Linked DNA regions of Triticum aestivum: all the other regions are linked to region 1. Evidence: chromatin contacts called from public Hi-C data. All regions are on one chromosome and are shown on one strand. The core of a region is the stretch at or near the end of the contact, and the rest is flanking DNA. Distances in the headings are between cores, read along the strand shown. Region 1 holds the start of LOC123079618 (exocyst complex component EXO70B1). Region 2 holds the start of LOC123079613 (protein RETICULATA-RELATED 6, chloroplastic). Region 3 holds the start of LOC123079616 (PRA1 family protein B2).

Region 1 (3,992 bases), core at 1,111-3,610:
GAGGATATGTTTCCATCAACTCACGAAGGCGTTTGTGGTGATTTCATCAAGCTAGATGTTGTGTTGGCTCAATATTTGAGAGATGCTCATAGAGAGTGTGCGTACATACGTTTAAAGAGTTAAGTGTATGTGCGTGTATGTCAATATATGATCATCTGCGTTTGTTCTGTATTTAAAAACAACTAGTAGTTTTATTTAGGGCTTCTGTCGCGGCGCGCCCGTGGCCATGGGTACGTTGCCAACGGGCCTGTATCCGATTTGGGCTAAGCGCTAGTCGAAAGCACACAACCTGGGGCTTTCTCCCTACGCAGCAGCCCGAGCCCAAGTTACCCGGGCCCCCCTTTTGCTCACGCTTGTGGCCTGCGTCAGGGTGACCCTATGTCCCCCATGCTTTTCATCCTTGCAATTGACCCGCTTCAGCTTATGCTCCGGGCTGCCTCCAACGCCGGGATTCTGCAGCCGATCAAGGCTCGTTCGGCTTCCTGCAGAATTTCACTTTACGCTGATGACGCGGGCATCTTTGCCAACCCTGTGAAGGAAGAATTGGACGCCATTGCGGGGATACTTGCCTGTTTTGGGGAGGCATCGGGTCTCATTACCAACATGACCAAGACGGAGGTGTTCCCTATTCGCTGCCTGCAGATTGACCTCACCCACATTTTATCGGGATTCCCTGTGAAGATCGCTACATTCCCAACTAAGTTCTTGAGCCTTCCCCTGCATACCTCAAGGCTCAAGCGGGTTCATCTGCAACCTCTCATAGACAAAGCAATGGGCAAGCTTCCGGGATGGAAGGGAAAGAACCTTGCGAGGCTGGGAAGGGTCTCCTTGGCAAAGTCTGTGCTATGCGCCATGGCCACACATCACCTCACTGCGCTCCCTCTTCCGGCGTGGGCCAACCATAAGCTTAGCAAGATCTCTCGCAACTTCATATGGCAAGGCGACAATTCCGAGAATGCGACCGGAGGGCACTCCCTGGTAAACTGGAAGACGGTGTGCAGGCCAAAGGCCCTAGGTGGGCTGGGAATCACAGACCTAGAGAGATTTGGTCGGGCTCTCCGCTTACGCTGGCCATGGCTAATGTGTACCGACCCTGACCGTCAGTGGGTGGGCTCTGCCCTACCCTGCGACGACTCGGATATGGCGCTATTCAGAGCTTCGACCTCCATCGTGCTGGGTAACGGCCACAAAGCTCTGTTCTGGCATGATGACTGGACCGGAAAGGGTCCCCTTAGGATGCTGGCTCCCGGATTATACAAAATCGCCACAAGAAAGCAGAGAACAGTGTCCAAGGAGCTGCACGAGGATAACTGGATCAGATCAGTCGCCCGCCTTCAGTCTCCCATACACCTGCAGGAATTCATCTCGATAGCATCTCTGACCTCCCAGGTTACACTGTCTATGGACAGGGAGGACTCCATCTCCTGACGTTGGACTACAAATGGAATCTACTCCGCGGCTTCGGCATATACTGCCCAATTCTCTGGCTCCTTCCCCAGGTTCTCGCCGACGAAGATTTGGGAGGCACACGCGGAACCCAAATGCAAGCTCTTTTCCTGGCTGGTGCTCCATGGAAAGATCCTCACGGCCGACATGCTCGCTATTCGCGGATGGCCGCACGATCCTACATGCCCGCTGTGTCTGGGAGCACCGGAGACGGCAACTCACCTCTGCAAGGACTGCCCATTTGCGATTGCGGTTTGGTCGCATGTTCAGGCATGGACCGGGGAGGCGCCGACGAACATGATGACAATTCCGCCTCCCATGGGAGTCTCCGACTGGTGGGAGCGGCTTATCTGTCCCCTGTCCAAGGATGAAAGACGCCGGCGTAGCGGTCACTTCCTCTACACCATTTGAAATATCTGGAAGGAGCGCAACCGCCGGATATTCATCGGCACTCGCCTCACTCACCTGGAGGTGGCGGCCATCGCGCTCGACGACATAAGAATGCGGGCTTGCGCCTTTGGCAGGGCACAAGTGGCGACCGACATTGGGTGATTTGGTTCACTTAGCATACCACAACGGTTCTTATAAGGGTTTCGTCAGGTTTCCCCGGAAAAACCTGTCATCTTTGTACATAAACCCTCTTTTTCGTCTGAAATGAAAAGGCAGTGCTCCTGCCGGTTCCTCGAAAAAAAAAAGTTAAGCAGCCAACAACCACCACTTTCCCGTTGATCACGCGATCCCTGCCGCACTTTGTCCCTAAAACCTTTCCGTGTCGACGCGACCAAATGTCCAAAACCCTAGCGCTACGCTTCGTCGGCCCCGTCCCCACCTGTCAGCGAGAATTAAAAAACCCTCACCGTCTTCCCGATCGGTGTCGCTGCCCGCATTTATTCATGCTTTCTGGCCCGGCCTCCCATCCTTTCCCCTCTCCCGAGGTCACCAAATTTTTACTCGACCGTTCACCCGGCGAAACAACACCCCGATCCACCGCCCACAGCGAATTTACCCTCCTCTCCCCACGGTAATTTTTTACCAAGACGTCGCAATTTTACAGCCGTGCTCTGCTAGCAGGTGAGCGCCCAGTTCACGAGCTGTCGCTGTCCGGCACAGAACAGCACCGCTCTCCCCCACCGCAGCCACTCCAACGAGCTCCCTCCGCCGCGCCGCGTGACCAAACAAACCCTAGCTCGAACCTCATCTCGCCGGGAGTGCCGTCCGGCGTCGGGTCCCTGTCGCGGCCGATGGCGGAGGACGGCGAGGAGAAGCTGCTGGCCACGGTGCAGCACATCGCCAAGACGCTGGGCCGCACCGGCACCATGACGGAGGACATACTCAAGGTCTTCTCCAACTACGACGGCCGCCTGTCGCTCGACAAGCTCTACGCCGCGGCGGCCGCGGCCGGAGGAGGAGGGGCCGGGGAGCACTCGATGTCGATGCCGGCCTCCTCGCCCCCGCCCGTGCTGCCCTCGGCCGCGGCGGCGGCGATGCCGGCGCCGGTCACGTCGCTGGAGCGGACCGTGCGCACGCTGGACCGGCAGATCTCGCAGTTCGTGACCATGGAGAGGCTCGTCTGGGCCGACTCCGCCGACGCCGACGCCTTCCTGGAGGCGGTGGACGACCTCATCGGCACCGTGCAGGAGCTGGACGCGGCGGGGACCAACCGCGGGCTGCTCGACCGCGCCGACGAGCTGCTCAGCCGGTGCATGGCCCGGCTGGAGGACGAGTTCCGGGCGCTTATCGAGCGCCCCGACGACGCGGCCCCGGCGGCGCCCGGCGGGTTCGACTCCGAGCAGAGCGACGACGAGGACTACGACGCGGACGACGGCTACGGCGACGAGCCAATCCCCATCGCCAAGCCGGTCACGGATTTCGACGTGGTCATCGACGCCCTGCCCCCGGGGTCCGTCTCCGACGTGCACCAGATCGCGCGGAGGATGGTGGACGCCGGCTTCGGCCGCGAGTGCGCCGAGGCCTACGCGGCCGCGCGCCGCGGGTTCATCGACGAGAGCGTCGCGCGCCTCGGCATCCGCTCGCGCACCTCCGACGAGGTCCACTCCCTGCCCTGGGAGGAGCTGGAGTTCGACATTGCGCGTTGGATCCCGGCCTTCAAGATGGTGTTCCGCATCCTCATCCCCAGCGAGCGCCGCCTCTCCGACCGTGTCTTCGAGGGCCTCGCCCCCTACGGCGACCTCGCCTTCGTCGCCGCGGTTCGCACCCAGGCGCTGCAGCTCATCTCGTTCGGCGATGCCGTTGCCGCTGCCAGCCGCGCGCCAGAGCGCCTCTTTCGTGTCATCGACATGTACGAGGCGGTGCGCGATCTCCTCCCTGACCTCGACCCTGTTTTCGCCGACCCCTACTCCGCAGCGCTTCGCGCCGAGGTCTCTGCTGTATGCAACACTCTCGGCTCCTCCATCAAAGGTATATTCATGGAGCTGGAGAATCTTATCCGCCGTGACCCGGCCCGTGTTGCGGTGCCCGGCGGCGGCATACACCCAATCACTCGCTATGTCATGAACTATCTCCGTGCCGCGTGCGGTTCAAGACAG
Region 2 (3,992 bases), core at 579-3,078, 190 kb before region 1:
TTGATGACGCAAGTCAAGAAAAAGCTTGCCAGCTGGAATAATGTAAAAATCAACACTGAATAACTACAACTATCAAGTCTACAGCCTTAGAAAGTCAGAAGTACCAATGAACAAGATCATGATGATAAAAATATGCATAAATAAACACATGCAGATGCAGTTTTGCTGGATAATGTGTGTGAGAATGATGAATTACCTCAAGTGGAGTTCCACATGCAATAAGCTTGATTCCATTATCACGGCAGTAGTTTAAAAGAGGTTCATACTCCTGCCAGCGCTCCGGTGCCCAGTGAGATGTGTACAACCTTAAGTTGTTGCCGTTAATTCTGAATTAAGATAGGCCTGTTAGAAGTTCGTCGAGGAAGTATTGCAAGGCTGATCGATAAATCACAATTGCTCTCATAGACATACACTATTCCCCATAAAGGTGAACAAGGATTAAAAATTTCAATATGTTTTCTTAAATTCAGTGGGTCCTGAAATGTTTGTTATCACAAAATTTCTGACGAGATCCAAATTAATTCAAATCAAATTTAAACTGGGTCTAATTCAGTGAATTTTTATTGGAATAATTCCTTTTTTTTGGAAATTCAAAATGTTTCCACGAGGTATAAAATTTTCTGTAATCGATATTCTAAATCCTGAGTCGAAACTACTCTTAACTTCCCAGTAATATAAATCTATCAAAATGAAACCACAATATCAATGAACTGGTTCACAAAGCTCTGAGCATGTAGAAAATTCTACCTGCATTGTACGTATCTCGGTTAGAATTATGAATTGTGGCAACTAGGAACAGGTAAAATTCGTTCCAATTAACAAAAAGTGCAGTAGCAAACCTCCCATCCATGAACTGGTTGAGCTGCTCCTGGAGGTCGCAGGGGAAGGCCTCGAGCGAGAGGGAGAGGGTCCTCCCGGCGTCCGCGCAGCGAGCGGCCAGCTTCCTGACGATCTCGAGCTCGAGCACCCGGTCGTCGCGGTCGGGCACGAGCTCGGCCTCCCCGAGGTAGACGACCCGCGCGGCCATGAGCTTCTCCCACACCCTCCCGCGCGCGTCCTTCCCCACGGCCTGCGGCTCGCCGATGACCGTGGCGTCGTACATCCTCGACAGCGCCGCCTCCCCGTCGGGCTCCGGAGCCGGTGCTGGGGCCGGAGCTGGCGGCGGTGTTGGGGCCGGCTTCTCATCGTCCGCGGCGGAGGCCGCGAGGGGGAGGTACTGGAGGGCCGTGGACGCTGCGGCCAGGGACGGGACGAGCAGGAGGAAGTCGCGGCGGGAGGCGGCGGCGGCGCAGAGGTTCCCGCGGGAGGAGGAGGAGGACGCGGGAGAGAGTGGCGGTTTGGCGGGGACGAGGGGTTTGAACTTGGCGGCGCCCGGGTAACGGGAGGGCGCGTGGGGCAGCATTCTCCCCGGGCGGAGACGTCGCCGGAGGCGCGCCGGCGGCCAGGGGGGAAGTGGAGCGAGGCAACAAGAGACGGAGTAGCCTGTGGCCGTTGGCTAACTATCCCTTGCTGGTACTACAGCACGGCAGTACAACTGTACAACTGTTTGCACAGCAGAGCTACGTACGCCTTCTTCTCACCTCTCCAAGACATGCCCAGTAAAAATCAAGAACTTGGAAGCATTTCTCACCACGCGTTTGAAGTGCTTGAAGCTGGTCGACATTGCGTCCAAGTAGCGGACAAAGAGGCACCACGCCGCAGATCGTACCATAATTGTTTGGCAGAGACAGGGACAGCAGCGGATTTTTGGGCGGAATTCGCCGGGGTGGAATTTTTTTCATGGCAACTAGCTCTCGTTCTTCGGGTTTCGTGGCGGGAGCTTGAACATGCATACGCGGCGTCTCAGGGAGCTCGCAAAGGGTCACCCCTATGCCTGGTGCCTGATTGCGTGATAGGAATGGCTACTAGCTGCCGACCATACCACTGGCTCGCGTCTCCGCGAGCATATCCCAACCAGTCAGCCTCGTCGGAGATGAGTGGCTCACCTTCCGCACAAACCTGGTGATGCGCAGCATAATATCAAACCCAATCCCTTTCCTGAAAGAAAACAAAGGAAAATACATCTCGAGATAGCAAATGCAAGCCTGCAACACTTCTTAAGTACTGAAAAGAATCTTTCTCATGTGCTATATGGTTCTCTCAGGAAGCAGGGAACTCCAGTCAGCTAGTGCCGCGTAATTGTACAGAGAAAACTCAGCATTACAGCTAAACCCAGGGTGGGGAAAAACTGGGGGGAAAGCAGATGTGTCGGTTTTGCGGTCCAGGATTTGTTCTATCTTTCCTGACAAATTTTCAGGTACACATCCGGAGATAGCTACCTCCAAGAAAATCCTTGACCAATCTCAATGCCCCTTGGGGAGTGGAAACTGTCTCTGCACATATCGCCTAAATCACCGAGCGAGTGATGACACGAATCTCAATGTGGTAACCAATGTTGATGCTTCAGATGAGTGGCTCAAAATTCACACCTATATTTACATCCTACTTCAGCTGCTCCTGTCCGCGTATCCCTTTGTGTCTTCTGCTAACTTTGCCCATATACTAGCAATATTGTCTGACTGTGCAACCTGCACATTGACAAAATACATGGCAATTTAGTTAGCTTTTGCGATGATCAAATTGTTGATACTGTGAAATCCACTGTTTATTTTCAAAGAGTTATAGAGAACTCATAAGTGTTGAAAACAAGATGGTGTCCCACCCACTCCCACCAGCAAATTGTATGCACCTACTGGTATTATATAATTTTGAATATCATACAACACCATCTAGGTTGCCTGATTTGAACTTTGGAAAATTATTTACTGAGGCGGTGTTGCAAAGCTAAAATAGTTCCATGTGCGATGAACTTTTCTTGGCCAAAAAAGGCGACCAACATTGCCTGCCAATGCGCAACAGTGGACCAAAAATCATTTCAGATGTTATCTATACTATCCAATCAAACACTACCTCCCTATCCATGCAGAACAGACTATGTCTTCCAAAACAATGTCATACACAGTGTAGATTTTCACATCACTACCAAATTACCATGAAGCATACAGTGTTTGACATATGGGCATTGGTTTGCTCATCTTAATCAGGGTTTATCCTTTCCTTTGCTATAGAGAAATAAACACAACAAATAACAATATACCATATCATTTATATTTTATAGTCGACACGATGTACTCCTACAACCTAATAACACGTGGCAATTGGACACCCCTACCAGTCGCTAGGTCGACATGGTTTCTACTTTCTGCAAGCCTTGGAATTGTTTCTTTATGTGTTGCTCAAGCTCTAGGTAACCAACCAGCAGAAACATGAAAAAGGAACATGCTTCACATGCTCTTAGGTCGATATAACGATGCAAGATAAGAAAGGTGGGACTGCAAACATCAAGTGGACCGACAACTCACTTCTGCTTCATGCATACAAACATACAGTACAATCCAAAGTTGTGCAGCGGAAAATTCATACAGCCATGGTCACCACATACCAATTTCCAAATGTTCATTTTGCACTTTTGCAGAAAAGGGAGCAACTGTGCAGTAGCCACAGTGGGCATCATTACTAACTTCTGGTTTCAAACTGGGCAATACTATGCAATGGTACTGGGTAACATTTTGGGTTAATATGGGATACAGAATTTAAAATAATGGGGCTATGAAGATATATTTACAGCAAATTGCAATAGGTAATATGGTAGACAGATACTCAACTGATGTATTTATCTTTTGATTTTGCATTACAAAAATTCAAAGGGTCGTACAACCGGCAACCAGAAGAATGATTCAGAATTGAAGTTTGAAATTTATACCTGACTTGTTACAAAGCCTTTCATCATCTCCACCAAATCCTGGCGTATCTCTTTATTAAATCTCTTAATTTCATTCATGTTGTTTTCCTGCATTAGAGAAGCTTATTTCAGAGAAACCCCAAATAGTCCATGCCAAACAACAAAATGGGAACTTAAAATCAACAGCATAGTCATGTCCCAAGTGTTACCA
Region 3 (3,992 bases), core at 584-3,083, 130 kb before region 1:
CGCACGATGTTCTCCCAACATCAAACGTAGGACAATTTGGATCCCGCAACATCAAACGCGGGCGTCCTTGAAATCCTTGGCTACCACTTCCCACTCGCGTTGCTTCCTTCGCCGCTCCCTCCGGACGACGTTCTTTGCCTTGCAGCTCGTCGCCACGGATGGGAGCCCCACAAACGACTCTGAGGCAACATCCATGGCGGCGGGTGGCAACATCATCTAGGGTGACACAGATGATAGAGGACGGCGAGGGCTCGGACGCAGAAAATGAAGGATGAACGCAGGAGGAGGGCGTTGGATTTTGACGGACTTGGTTAATTTGTGGTGGCACCAGTCTGTCTGGTCCGATGTGACGAACACGCACGGATGGGTCCAGGCATCCTCATATTCATTCTAGACATGGGTTGGATATGTGGGTGCTGGTTGGCCTAGACGTATAAAGCCAATTTGAGAAGGCCGACTGGGTCACAATTTTATGTCCGGTCACTGACCGAGCTTTCGAGGCTGCCACGTATAAAGGCGTTTGAGGAGGCCGGACGTAGATGCTCTGAAGTGAAACTGTTTTCTAAGGACCGACGAAATATCTCACCACAACCCCAAATTCAGGCACCAAAATGAGTTCGAACAAGTACTCCCTCCGTTCCTAAATATAAGTCTTTTTAGAGGTTTTAAATGGACTACAACATACGGATGTATGTAGACATATTTTAGATTGTAGATTCACTCATTTTGCTTCGTATGTAATCCCTTGTTGGAATCTCTAAAAAGACTTATATTTAGAAACGGAGGGAGTAGATAAAAAGAAAACTACAGGCAAAGGCAGACACAGTGGAAACCATAAAACCTGTATATGAACAATCTGGTTAAATACGAGCGAATACAGCTAATAATGCGGATCAATTTGCTAACGCTCAATCGATTCATAGTGCACAGTGATCAATTTGCTAATGCTTAACATCTGGTCAAATACGAGAGAATACAGCTTCACGCGGATCTTTGAATAACTGGAGATACATATTAAAACCAAAATCAGATCTCGCGAAATTAGACTCAGACTTGAGATGAACTCGTTGATGCAAGAAGGCTACCAGATCTCGCGCAGGCTCAAACACCAGATCCGGGCGACGCGAGGAAGGAGAGCAGCCTGTGGGAAGTGTTGCCGCTTGACACAGAGCTCGAGTCGTCGAGGAAGAGGTCCTCGGGCATGCGGAACGCGCCGTGCACCGCCACCAGCGCGCCGCCGACGAGCAGGCCGGAGATGATGAGCGAGGCGACGGACGTGAGGAAGAAGGCGAGCAGCGACGAGACGACGAGGCCGAGCAGCGTCTCCCGGTCGGTGAAGGTGCGGCCGAAGAGCACGACGGGCTGGTCGGGCGCGCGGAAGACGTAGAGGAAGCACCAGGCGCCGAGGATGCCGAGGAGGACGAGCAGCGAGAAGGGGTGCGCCAGGAGGGAGGCCGCGAGGGAGAAGGCCACCACGGCGGCGTAGTTGACGCGGAAGTAGCCCAGGTTGCGGCGCAATCGCGAGGTGGCCTCGGAGAGGGAGTCCGGCCGCGAGATGGCCGAGCGGTCGATGAGCTCCGTCCAGGGGCGGCGGTCGGCGAGCGAGCGCCGCGCCGTGTCGGAGACCCTGCTGAGGAAGAGCCGGAAGGCCGGCGTGGCGAGCGCGGAGTCGGTGAGGCCGCTGCCGGCGGACGGGGCAGAGCCGCCGCCCCCGGAGGAGGGGTTGGTCACCGGGAGCAAGGGCTGCGGCGTCGGTGCGGCGGCCATGGCGTCTGCTGCGGGGGGGATAGATTCCGCGGATTGATTGATGGGCACGCTGGCTGGGCTGGGCCAGCACTTTTATGATTCCGAGGATTGGTGGCTCTGCGCCCGTCTCCACCTCACACACAGTGGGTGCTGGACTAACACGGGACCCACAAGTCATTAGCGTTCTACGTGTCGCGATTATGACCTGATTAATCAGTGACTCGACCAAACCGCAAAGCGGGAAGAAAGAGGTATAGAAATCCCCAAGTCCACCCAGTGGAGCCGCATCCGACGACCGATTGGGCTATTCCTGATGGTTTTCCGGCAATGCGGGCGCCGGAGGACAGTGTGTGTCACTCGTCGCAGCTCCAACGGGCGTGAACAAGCACGGGCAGCGGCGGCGCCTAGTCTGCCCACGTCCTATTCAATGAAATGACACAGCAGGGCATGGTATATTTTCTTGCCCCTTTTCGATCAATACCTTGCATTCTCATGTCGGACATGATCAATTAGTTGCATACATCGTTAGTCTCAAATGGGAGATTGAGAAGGTCCAGGCTTTTGGATAATAGAGATTGAGAAGGAGAGGTTACAACTTGCTCGAGATACGAAGGATTCGAGGATGATGTTGGCGGACACAAGCCTGTTGGATGAGCAAGGGAAGATATGGCTCGTCAGGAGGTAGAAGGAGATAAACAAACATAGGGAGTATGAGGCGGTGATAGCGGAGATGATTGTTGTAGAGTAGGTGACAAAGATGGAGGCAGAGTAGGCAACAGGGCTATCCACGACAGAGGAGGCGACGCAGATGGCGCCCAACGACTCATCCATCACGCTCGGACTTCAATTTCATTTTGACATGTCCGGATTTGTTGAACTATGATTTATTTTGCTTTGTTGAACTATTAAATTGTGATGAATTTGTGCTATATGATCCACACACGTGGATTTGAGGGTTTGCGTTTGCTGAGTGTGGCTGTCTGGTAACAAATACAAGGGGTCATCTAGGTCACACCTCAAATTTTCTCTTTCAAAACCGGATACATGAATGAAGAAACCTCAAATCTGTACAATTACATGCAACATAAAACTAGTCTAAATTTTCGCTGACGACCGCCCTTGTTTTCCTCCGTATCCATGTCTAGCGGCCGGCTAAGCCCCTCGAAGTGGAGGTGCGGTCGCCGACGAGTTAGAGTAGGACATGAGACATGCACCGACTCATGGGACTCGAGGCGCGGCTGTCTCCCATGTCCTACTCTTCGTCGTTGGAGTCCGTGGCCTGCATGTTGTCAGTCAATGTGAGGTCAACTATGAACCCATCATGGTCGGAGCCCGACACATCCACCACGACGATGTCGCGACATCGAAGAGTGTGGCTCCGCCTCATCGGCATGTACCGCGAGGGCTGCCATAGCCTCTCTTGCCTGATGCCTCGCACGGTGGGAACGCCGCACCATATTTTCATCGGACGCGAGGCGAGTGTGCACCTCTGACTCAGAGCGAACGAAGGGGTCGGTGTGCAGACAGACCTCATCGTCTCTGGCATTTCTGCGGAAGCTATGGATTCTCGTTGGATCAAGTCCGACTGTTTTCAGGCATTCTCCTCACAGGTACGGTGGAGTGCAATGTGGACAACCATCTCCTCCTCAGACCCACGGAGGATGAGGTCCCAGTCCATAGATCGGATGACGAAGGACTCAGATCTGTTGCCCGCCATCCCGAAGAAGGTCGGAGATCGCCGGAAGGGAGCTTGAGGGCAAAGTGGAGTGACTAAGGTTTGGTCTGGGTAGCGGATGGGAAAGAATATATGTGGGGTTGGGATGGGCCAGCGTGGGCCAGAGCCGACATGGCGGGCATGCCCGAGTGCGTCTAGGCCTCCTCATATCCGCACATATTTGGGCTGGATATGTGGGGTGCCGGTCAGCCCGGGCGTTCAGGGCCGGTATGGGACGTCCGTCTGGGTCGGTTTTATTCGACCGATCAGCGACCAGGCTGTCCGCCGGGGCGTATAAGGTTTTTTGGCCTTTTGAGCGCCCAGCTGTAGATGCTCTTAGGCGCTCCCAAACATGTCCTCGCTGAAGAGTGATGACAAGTTGTGTAACGGCCGCCAGGTTGCTCGCATTCTTTGCGAGTGCCACCAAATCCAACCCAATGGAGTCATATTCTGTTGAATTCAATTTTGTTATAACATTTACTCTCCATAAACCGATGATGTAAAATACTGTCAGATCCCTCGGTAGGGTTCA

The links. A called contact is a pair of places that touch in the nucleus more often than the background predicts.
Region 2: a contact with region 1 is called in a Hi-C map of leaf, with 7 times the contacts expected there. The contact joins the promoter of LOC123079613 here to the promoter of LOC123079618 in region 1. A contact is called at or near these places in 2 of 5 Hi-C or Micro-C datasets (both in leaf).
Region 3: a Hi-C map of leaf shows a contact between it and region 1, with 2.7 times the contacts expected there. The contact joins the promoter of LOC123079616 here to the promoter of LOC123079618 in region 1. A contact is called at or near these places in 2 of 5 Hi-C or Micro-C datasets (both in leaf).

The regions. Positions count from the first base shown.
Region 1 is chr3D:455,733,605-455,737,596 of IWGSC CS RefSeq v2.1, forward strand. It overlaps LOC123079618 (exocyst complex component EXO70B1), which reads left to right and starts at 2,361. Exons shown (of 1, transcript XM_044502413.1): 1 at 2,361-3,992. The coding sequence starts at 2,688.
Region 2 is chr3D:455,539,512-455,543,503 of IWGSC CS RefSeq v2.1, forward strand. It overlaps LOC123079613 (protein RETICULATA-RELATED 6, chloroplastic), which reads right to left and starts at 1,829. Exons shown (of 7, transcript XM_044502409.1): 1 at 840-1,829; 2 at 197-326. The coding sequence starts at 1,402. LOC123079614 (sorting nexin 2B) reads right to left here. Exons shown (of 5, transcript XM_044502410.1): 4 at 3,803-3,889; 5 at 2,102-2,567. The coding sequence ends at 2,487.
Region 3 is chr3D:455,600,911-455,604,902 of IWGSC CS RefSeq v2.1, forward strand. LOC123079616 (PRA1 family protein B2) reads right to left here and starts at 1,834. Exons shown (of 1, transcript XM_044502412.1): 1 at 917-1,834. The coding sequence starts at 1,767. The coding sequence ends at 1,102.